2 separate regions of the Mus musculus genome follow, and region 2 is linked to region 1. A link is a contact called in public HiChIP or PLAC-seq data. All regions are on one chromosome and are shown on one strand. The core of a region is the stretch at or near the end of the contact, and the rest is flanking DNA. Distances in the headings are between cores, read along the strand shown.

Region 1 (3,751 bases), core at 1,038-3,537:
CTTCCTCTGAGGGAAAGGAGGTGGGGACCAGGATCCATGAAAGCAAAAACAACCTCAGATCAGCTCCGGGAAAGGAGAGACATGGAGGGGGTGGGGGTGGGGGCAGCCAGCACGTACACACAGAGCAAGAATAACACAGCCTCTGAGCAAAATTCAATAACTCTCCTCTGGAGAGAGATGAGAGAGATGGAGCTGCGCTGAGCAAGATGAAGTCAGAGCCCGGAAGCGGGGTTGGGGGTGGGGGTGGGGGTGGGGGCAATATCTGTCAACAAGAAAATTAAAAGAAAAGGGAGAGCAAGATGAGTCCCTGCCAGATGGGGCAAGCAGACTCCCAGCTGGGGTCCAACAGGTGCCTTACACTGCTTGGCTCACCAGGAGGGTGAGCATTCTCAGGTCCTTCTGCCTGTGTGGTGGGTGGGTGGGTGGATAGATAGATGGGTAGGGAAATGGACAGATAGCAAATCTAACAAAGGACTCCAAGAATGTTCTGGAAGCTTCCAGAGCTACCCTCTATCCTTCTCTCTGCCCCAAAGAGAGCGGTCACACTGTTGGCCATCAGTGGGCTCCGTGTGAATCTAGCCAATGGATGTCCTGGGTGGTAGGATGTGGTGAGGCTTTCTGGTTTTCCTTAGGTGGCCAGCCAGGCAGCCTCTGCTCTCCTGCAGGTCCTGGTCACTGCTGCCCTCGTCCCTCAGCAGACAGAGGTGGCCATAGTCTTACTATTGTCTGTTCTATGTTTCTGCAGAGCCTCTCAGGTTCCTCTGCTCCCACATCCTGCAGCATAGACCTTTGTAGACTCTTCGTTGTTGTTTTTTTTTTTTGTTTGTTTTTGTTTTTTTTGATACTGGAGTTGCTCACTCTGCAGCCTTGGCTGTGCCAGTACTTCCAGATATCCACCTGCCTCTGCTTCTGGCATTCTGAGATTATAAGCCTGTATTCCATGCCTGATGTTTTAATGGTTTTTGTTTTATTTTGAATGTTATGTGTATGAGTGCTTTGTCTACAGGTGTGACTATGCACCATATGCATGTAATTCCCTCGGAGGCTTGAAGAGGGCATTGGATTCCCTAGGACTGGAGTTACAGACTGTTGTGAGCTATCATGTGAGGGCTGGGAATTGAACCTTGGTCCTGTGGAAGAGCAAGGCCAGTTCTCTTAACCACTGAGCCATCTCTCCAGCCCTCAAGCTTTGTAAATTCATTACAAATGTTCCTAAATTTGAGTGTCAATCAAAGTGGCACTTTCCTGTTGGGACACCTCCAATACACACACACCACTGCCACCACCGTCACCACCACTGTCATCATGACTACCACTACCACATTGGGACAGAGACAGTGATGACCACATCTAAAGGGAACAGGGAGAAATCAGAAGCTGAGTGGGGCAGAGAACAGGAAAGAGAGAGAGTGACTCAGAGTCCTAGGGAGGACTTTACTTTTTATACGAAGATGACGAAGCCGTGTATCACTAAGAGATTAAATATTAACTCTGGAGAAAAAGCAGAGGCAGCAGGGGAAGAGAATCAGAGCACTTACAGAAGAGATGCATGTCCATACATCCCATGTCCCCTCCTGTGCTGCCCCCCCACCTGTGTAGACACCACCTTAAGATGCTCACAGAGAAAGCCAAACCCCAGTGCCCAGGAAAAATGTCCCCAGGGCTATAGCAAGAGGGGCTGCTCATCAACCATGGCAATGGATGTGGGGGTCTCTCAGGTGAGAAGAAACCAAAGTTTGAGTGGACCTCAGGCCCTGGGAAGGACACAGCAGGTAAGAGAACCCTGAGAAAAAGGGAACAAGGAAAACCAGGAGGCTCAAGAGGAAAGAGCTGATTTGACTGGCAGTCCAGGGGGTGGGGTGGACATGGTGGACTCAGGCCACCAGGAGGCCACCAGAGCGTAGGGTGGGGAGTGGTGGGTCAGATCCCAGTATCCCTTCCATTCCCTGTGACCTGTGGATCAAAAGGAACATTAGTCAGCAAGTGGGGACTATAGGTCAGTTGAGGGAGGTGAAGGAGTTCTGGCTCCTCTCCAGAACCCCAGGAGAGGGGAGATGCTGGGCATTCTCAGGGAGGAGTGGCGTGTGAACACAGGCCCGGAGGAGAAAGCTGGAAGGAAGAGCTGTCTGAACTTAAGGAGTAGAGAGAAGGGAGTAATGGAGAGGGGAGGCAGGAGGTGGAGCTGGAGCCCAGAGACTCCAAAGACTTGCTGTGTTGTGGGTGACGGGTGTAACATTTAGAGGTGACACAAAATGGGAAGTGTGTGTGGTGCCTGGCCCCTCCCCCTTCCCCTCTCATGACATGAGGTCAATGACTTTCTCTGCCTCACACTTCTGCCAGGGTGTGTCACCACAGATCTAAAAGCAACAGAGGCCACCAACCAAGGACCAAAAAGTCTACCACACCGAGGTCCATATAACTCTTTCCAGTGTGAGCTGCTCATTAGGGTTTGATGCAATGTTTCAGGAAGCTTCCAGACAGTCATGGGAAGTGTTGACATGTGTGGGTATAACTCCACAGCATGATCCACAGGCAGGCATAAGCAACACAGCGGCAAAGGGAGGGAAATATTGTCTCAGGAGCCTCATAAGTAGGTGGCAGGATTCAAGAAGAGTGGGTAAAGGGCACTGGAGGGGGACGGCCTTCCCTTGGCATGTTGAAGCTGGAAAGATACAATGCAAGGGGGGAAAAGTAGGTAACAGAAAGAAAGACACACTCCAGGCTGGTGAGATGGCTCAGTGGGTAAGAGCACCCAACTGCTCTTCCGAAGGTCTGGAGTTCAAATCCCAGCAACCATATGGTGGCTCACAACCATCTGTAACAAGATCTGACTCCCTCTTCTGGAGTGTCTGAAGACAGCTACAGTGTACTTACATATAATAAATAAATAAATCTTTAAAAAAAAAAAAAGAAAGAAAAAGAAAGACACACTCCAAGGGTGATCCCCAAAAACCCTTTTGGTGAACTTTTGTCACCCTCAATCACCTTGGGGTGTGAGTGGACTCAGGTTCTTCAGAGTGTACTGGGAATTTGAATTCTCTGCCCTCAGCAAGCACATGGTAGCTACTCAGCTCATATTTGTTGACATGGATAGATGGGTGGGTGGATATATGAATGTATATGTGCATATGCAGGTAAGTAGGTAGATGATAGATAGATAGATAGATAGATAGATAGATAGATAGATAGAGATAGATGTAGGTAGATAGATAGACAGATGATAGATGATGGATAGATAAATAAATGATAGATGATAGCAGATGACAGATAGATAGATAGATAGATAGAGATAAATGTAGGTAGATAGACAGATGATAGATGATGGATAGATAAATAAATGATAGATAATAGATAGACAGATGATAGATAGATAGATAGATAGATAGATAGATAGATAGATAGACAGACAGACAGGTATAGATAAATAATGGGTGGGTGGATGGATGGATGGATGGATGGATGGATGGTAGATGGATAGACAAGCAGTCAGATGAAGAAAGACAGAAAAGGTGGAAACTAATCTTGTTCATGAACATACACATAATGCAAAGAAAAAACCAGAATCACATAGAAATGCCTGGCATAATGGCTCTTGTGCTTGTAACCCAAACACTGTGGAGGCAGAGAAGGGTGGCTCCCAGATGCTTGCTGGCCAGCCACCCCAGCCTAATCCAGCCAAGTCCAGGCCAATGAGCAACCCTGATTCTAAAAACAAGGTAAGATCTGTGTAGATGACTCTTTCAGTAAAGTG
Region 2 (3,733 bases), core at 387-2,886, 720 kb before region 1:
CCACCTGGCTCTGGCTCTGATGAGATGGCTTCCACAGAGGCCAGAGAATGTTCCAGAGCTTGCCCAAAGACACTGTCACTTTTAGCCCTGAAAAGCTCTTGAGATTTCAGGGTGGTGACTCTTGGGGCAAAGTGAGAAACCAAATGTTTTAGGCAGTAGTGGAAAACAACTTAGTCCCCAATCAGGCTTGAGCCGACCCAGTCAACCCACCGGAAGATACATTCTGCTGCTTCCTGCCTCTGCTTCTCTCTGTTGGCCAGAGGCTACAAGAGCTGTAAAGAGAGAAGTCCCAGGAAGGATCTTAATTGGCCAAGCTGTGGTCATGTGTCCATGACTGGACCAATCACAGTTGACCAGAGGAACAGGGTATTAAGATGGACCAAACCCTCTGAGTCATGTGTCTGTCTCTGTCTTTGTCTGTCTGTCTGTGTCTGTCTGTCTGTCTGTCTCTCTGTCTCTGTCTCTCTTGTCTCTGTCTCTTTGTCTCTATCTCTCTGTCTCTGTCTGTCTCTGTCTCTCTGTCTCTTTATCTGTCTGTCTCTTTGTCTGTCTCTCTCCCTCTCTTTCTCTCTCCTTCTGTCCCCCCTCTCTCGTTTTAAGACAATAGTAAGGTGATCACCAAAGAGTCAGACTTCTGATTCCCCTTGCCCTCGTCCCTCAGAGGTTTGCCGATGCCTCTTGAGCAATTGTTAGCTCCCCTGCCCACTGCCACCCCCAACAAGAGCCACGCTGCCAATCCTAGGAGTCACAGCATCTAGTAGGAATGCCCCCACCCCATGGCAACTGCACCCGAATGGGAATAGTAGAATGCAGTGTCTCCAGAAGCCTTTGCCAATGGCCTCTCCATGGCTCCCTGACCCTATTGCATGAAGATCCTCCTCCCACCCCACCCCCTTTTACCTCCTCTTGACCAGCCACACAACTGTCACTTTGTTCAGCTGACCAAACCACAAGGGCAGGCCTGGAGACATAGCGCTGTTGGTAGAAGGCTTGCCTGACATATGCAAAGCCCCGGGGCTGCATTCATCCACATTAGATGGCATGGTGATGCATGCCCATGATGCCAGCACTCCGCAGGCAGAAGCGGGAGCATCAGAAGTTCAAGGTCATCTTCAGCTACAGTGGAAGATCTAAGCCAGCCTGAGCTACACGAGAGACCCTGTCTTAAAAGGAAAAATAAGTCAAAACCATGCTTTCCCTGTCCCCTCCTTTCTCAGTGGCAAATTTACAGCCTTTCTGTGTCTTTATTTTTAATTTTGATTTGGCTGTCATGGACAAATCCATGTCACCTCAGAATAGACAGGAGCAAAAACAAGCACACAGTAGGTCGTTTGAAGTCAGGCTCTCTGCTTCAAACCAAGACGTAATTACTGAGACTATGGGGGATTCATGTTGCCTCTTTGAAGCGCCACACCTCCACCCCTGTAGGCAAGAGAGATTACAATGGCAGAATGCTAATCTAGCAATGGCCATCTTAAGGTGCTGGTCTGGCAAGGCAGAGGTAGGTCAAGTTTCCCGACTTCTCATTCAGTACTGTCTCTGTGTCATTTTAAATGCTCAGCTTGAAAACCAGACACCTGGGCTGGCAAGATGACTCAGTAGTCAAAGGCTCTCACCACCCAAGCCTGGTGACTCAAAGTCAATGCCTGGAACCCACACAAAGATGAAAGGAGAGAACCCAGGCCTCAGAGTTAGTCTGTGACCTCCCCATGGATGTTTGCTTTGATACACTTACACACACATGCACACAAGCAGGTATTTTCAGAAGGGAGTGAATTCATGTTCCCTTCTGCATCCGTACTCGATCTATCTCACACCAGCCCAGAAATACCAGTGTGTTTTATTCAACTCCGATTTGCAGATAGAGAGATCAAATCTCAGAGCAGCTCAGTCACAGATATAAACAACCCATTTAGACCTCAGATCCATGTCTTTCTGGCTTTGAGGGGAGGGAGGGTCTAGCTGGGTTGGGAAAAGTTTAGGGTAGATGGGAAGAGAGGGTCATGAAGCAAGCAGGGTTGCCATGGAAGGCACCTGCTGATTGGTACTTGGAGCACTGGCCTTCCCTCAGGCCCAGGAGGCTAGCAAGCATCTTCAAAGTCAACACCAAGGGTAGGAACAAGTGACCTCACACACTCTGAGAGCAAAGGCCTCTTTGGTGCCTCGTTCTGGGCATCTCTCTTGCCTTTGCCTGGTCCCTGGCTATTTGAGGTCCCATGTGGGAGAGGGAAGGAAGTTGACCAAAGCCAAGGTCCCCTGGAGCCAGTTTCTCTTATGCTTCCCCCCCCCCAACTCTCTCTGCAGGCCCTCTATACCCACTGCCTCTTCCTGCATGAGGGCTGGCCGTTGTGTCTGCGGGATGAAGTTGTGGTACACCTGGCACCACTCAATCCACTCCTGCTACGTCAGGGTGATTTCTACCTTCAAGTAGAGTCCTGGGAGGAGCAGTCTGTCCACATGACACTCAAGTGTCTCTCTTCAGACCTCCGTGAGGTGGACAAGAAGCCAATTCCTGAGTCCTCCTACTCTCTCATTTTCACCCCAGAATGGTTGGAGGCCATCAACAATGACTTTGAGGGACGTCCCTTACACAACTGTCTCGTGGCTTCAGAAAATGGGATCACACCTGTGCCTTGGACCAAGATTACCAGTCCAGAGTTTGTAGATGACAGACCCCCAATAGTGAAGGTCCCTTCCTCAGACGGGGACTCCTGTCCACTAGAAGACCTCCATCTGAGCAGACCCCAGGAGCCATACCAGGCTGGTGACTTGGGCGGCAAGGGATCTGTGGCCCAGATCTGGGATAAGGGTAAAGGGAAGTTGTCTGGGGACAAGTATCCAGGGCTCATCAAGGTGGAGCCAGCAAGGTCAGGTCAGCTCGCCTTTAGGACAGACAGTGAGGCCAGCCAGAGCCTGGAGGGGGACTATGTGGCTCTCCTGGGCTTTCCCCAAGAGTATAGAGGGGCATCCCCAGACAGTGAGGTAGTGACATTAAGTGTAGATATTCAAAAATCACAGGAGACAAGACCCAGAACTAAGGGGGCACCTCTGCTTGGAAAGACCCTTCCTCTCTCGGGGCCTGCTGGGGCACCTCCCTTGGGAAGATGGGCATGTGAAAGGCCAGCAGGCTCAGGGGAGAAGCCCTGTAGCGGAGGCTCAAGGAGAAAGGCCAGGCATAAAGCATCTGGCCACACTGCAGTGCGACAGCCACAGCAGCCCCATACTAGTGTCCCGGAGAAGCTGCCGGACTGTACCTCTGGCCTGGTGGAAGACACTGAGGAAGAACCAGCAGCCTCTGAGATGCAAAAGCCTGTGGGAATGCCAGAAGCCATGGTTCGGCTCAGGCCTGGGCCAAGACAAGCATTCTCTCCCCTCCTGTCTTCAGCTGGCCCTGGATCCCCAGCGGCTGAGACAAAGACAGAGGAGACCACACTAGGACATGGGAGAGCTTCCAAGCCTGAGGACTGCCTCAATAAGAACGCCTCCTTCCATGGGTCCCCCGCTCCTGGGCTCCAGTTCTCCTTCTTGAAAGAACAGAGGGTACCCCATGTGACCCCCGAGAAGGCCCTACTCCAGCATGCCAGGCCTCGGAAGGCCCTGTGCCCCCTCTACTCTCTGCAGCCTTGTGAAGCCAAGGCCCCAGGCAAAGGTAAGAGCCCACATTCAGCAGGACAAAGGCAGACTTATATCTTGGTGCAGAAGACTCGGGCTGTGAGGATCAGGGCCACACTGC

The links. HiChIP or PLAC-seq counts read pairs in DNA pulled down with a chosen protein or histone mark.
Region 2: a contact with region 1 is called in a FOXA1 HiChIP or PLAC-seq map of pancreatic cancer cells. The contact joins two enhancer-like sites. A contact is called at or near these places in 3 of 39 promoter capture datasets (the 3T3-L1 cell line and the C10 cell line), 1 of 484 Hi-C or Micro-C datasets (the G1E-ER4 cell line) and 1 of 115 datasets of contacts at active chromatin or transcription factors (pancreatic cancer cells).

Annotation. Positions count from the first base shown.
Region 1 is chr2:157,499,112-157,502,862 of GRCm38.p6, reverse strand. No RefSeq gene overlaps it. Among named protein-coding and RNA genes, the nearest start is that of Gm14279, 22 kb to the left of the region's middle. Within about 2 kb of position 2,287, at least 54 of the 459 cell types and tissues checked have an H3K27ac peak or open chromatin away from gene starts, as enhancers often do. A contact at or near this core is called in pancreatic cancer cells, where this site is marked.
Region 2 is chr2:158,216,349-158,220,081 of GRCm38.p6, reverse strand. It overlaps D630003M21Rik (RIKEN cDNA D630003M21 gene), which reads left to right. Exons shown (of 14, transcript NM_177657.5): 3 at 2,305-3,649. Among named protein-coding and RNA genes, the nearest start is that of D630003M21Rik, 11 kb to the left of the region's middle. Within about 2 kb of position 1,636, at least 8 of the 459 cell types and tissues checked have an H3K27ac peak or open chromatin away from gene starts, as enhancers often do. A contact at or near this core is called in pancreatic cancer cells, where this site is marked.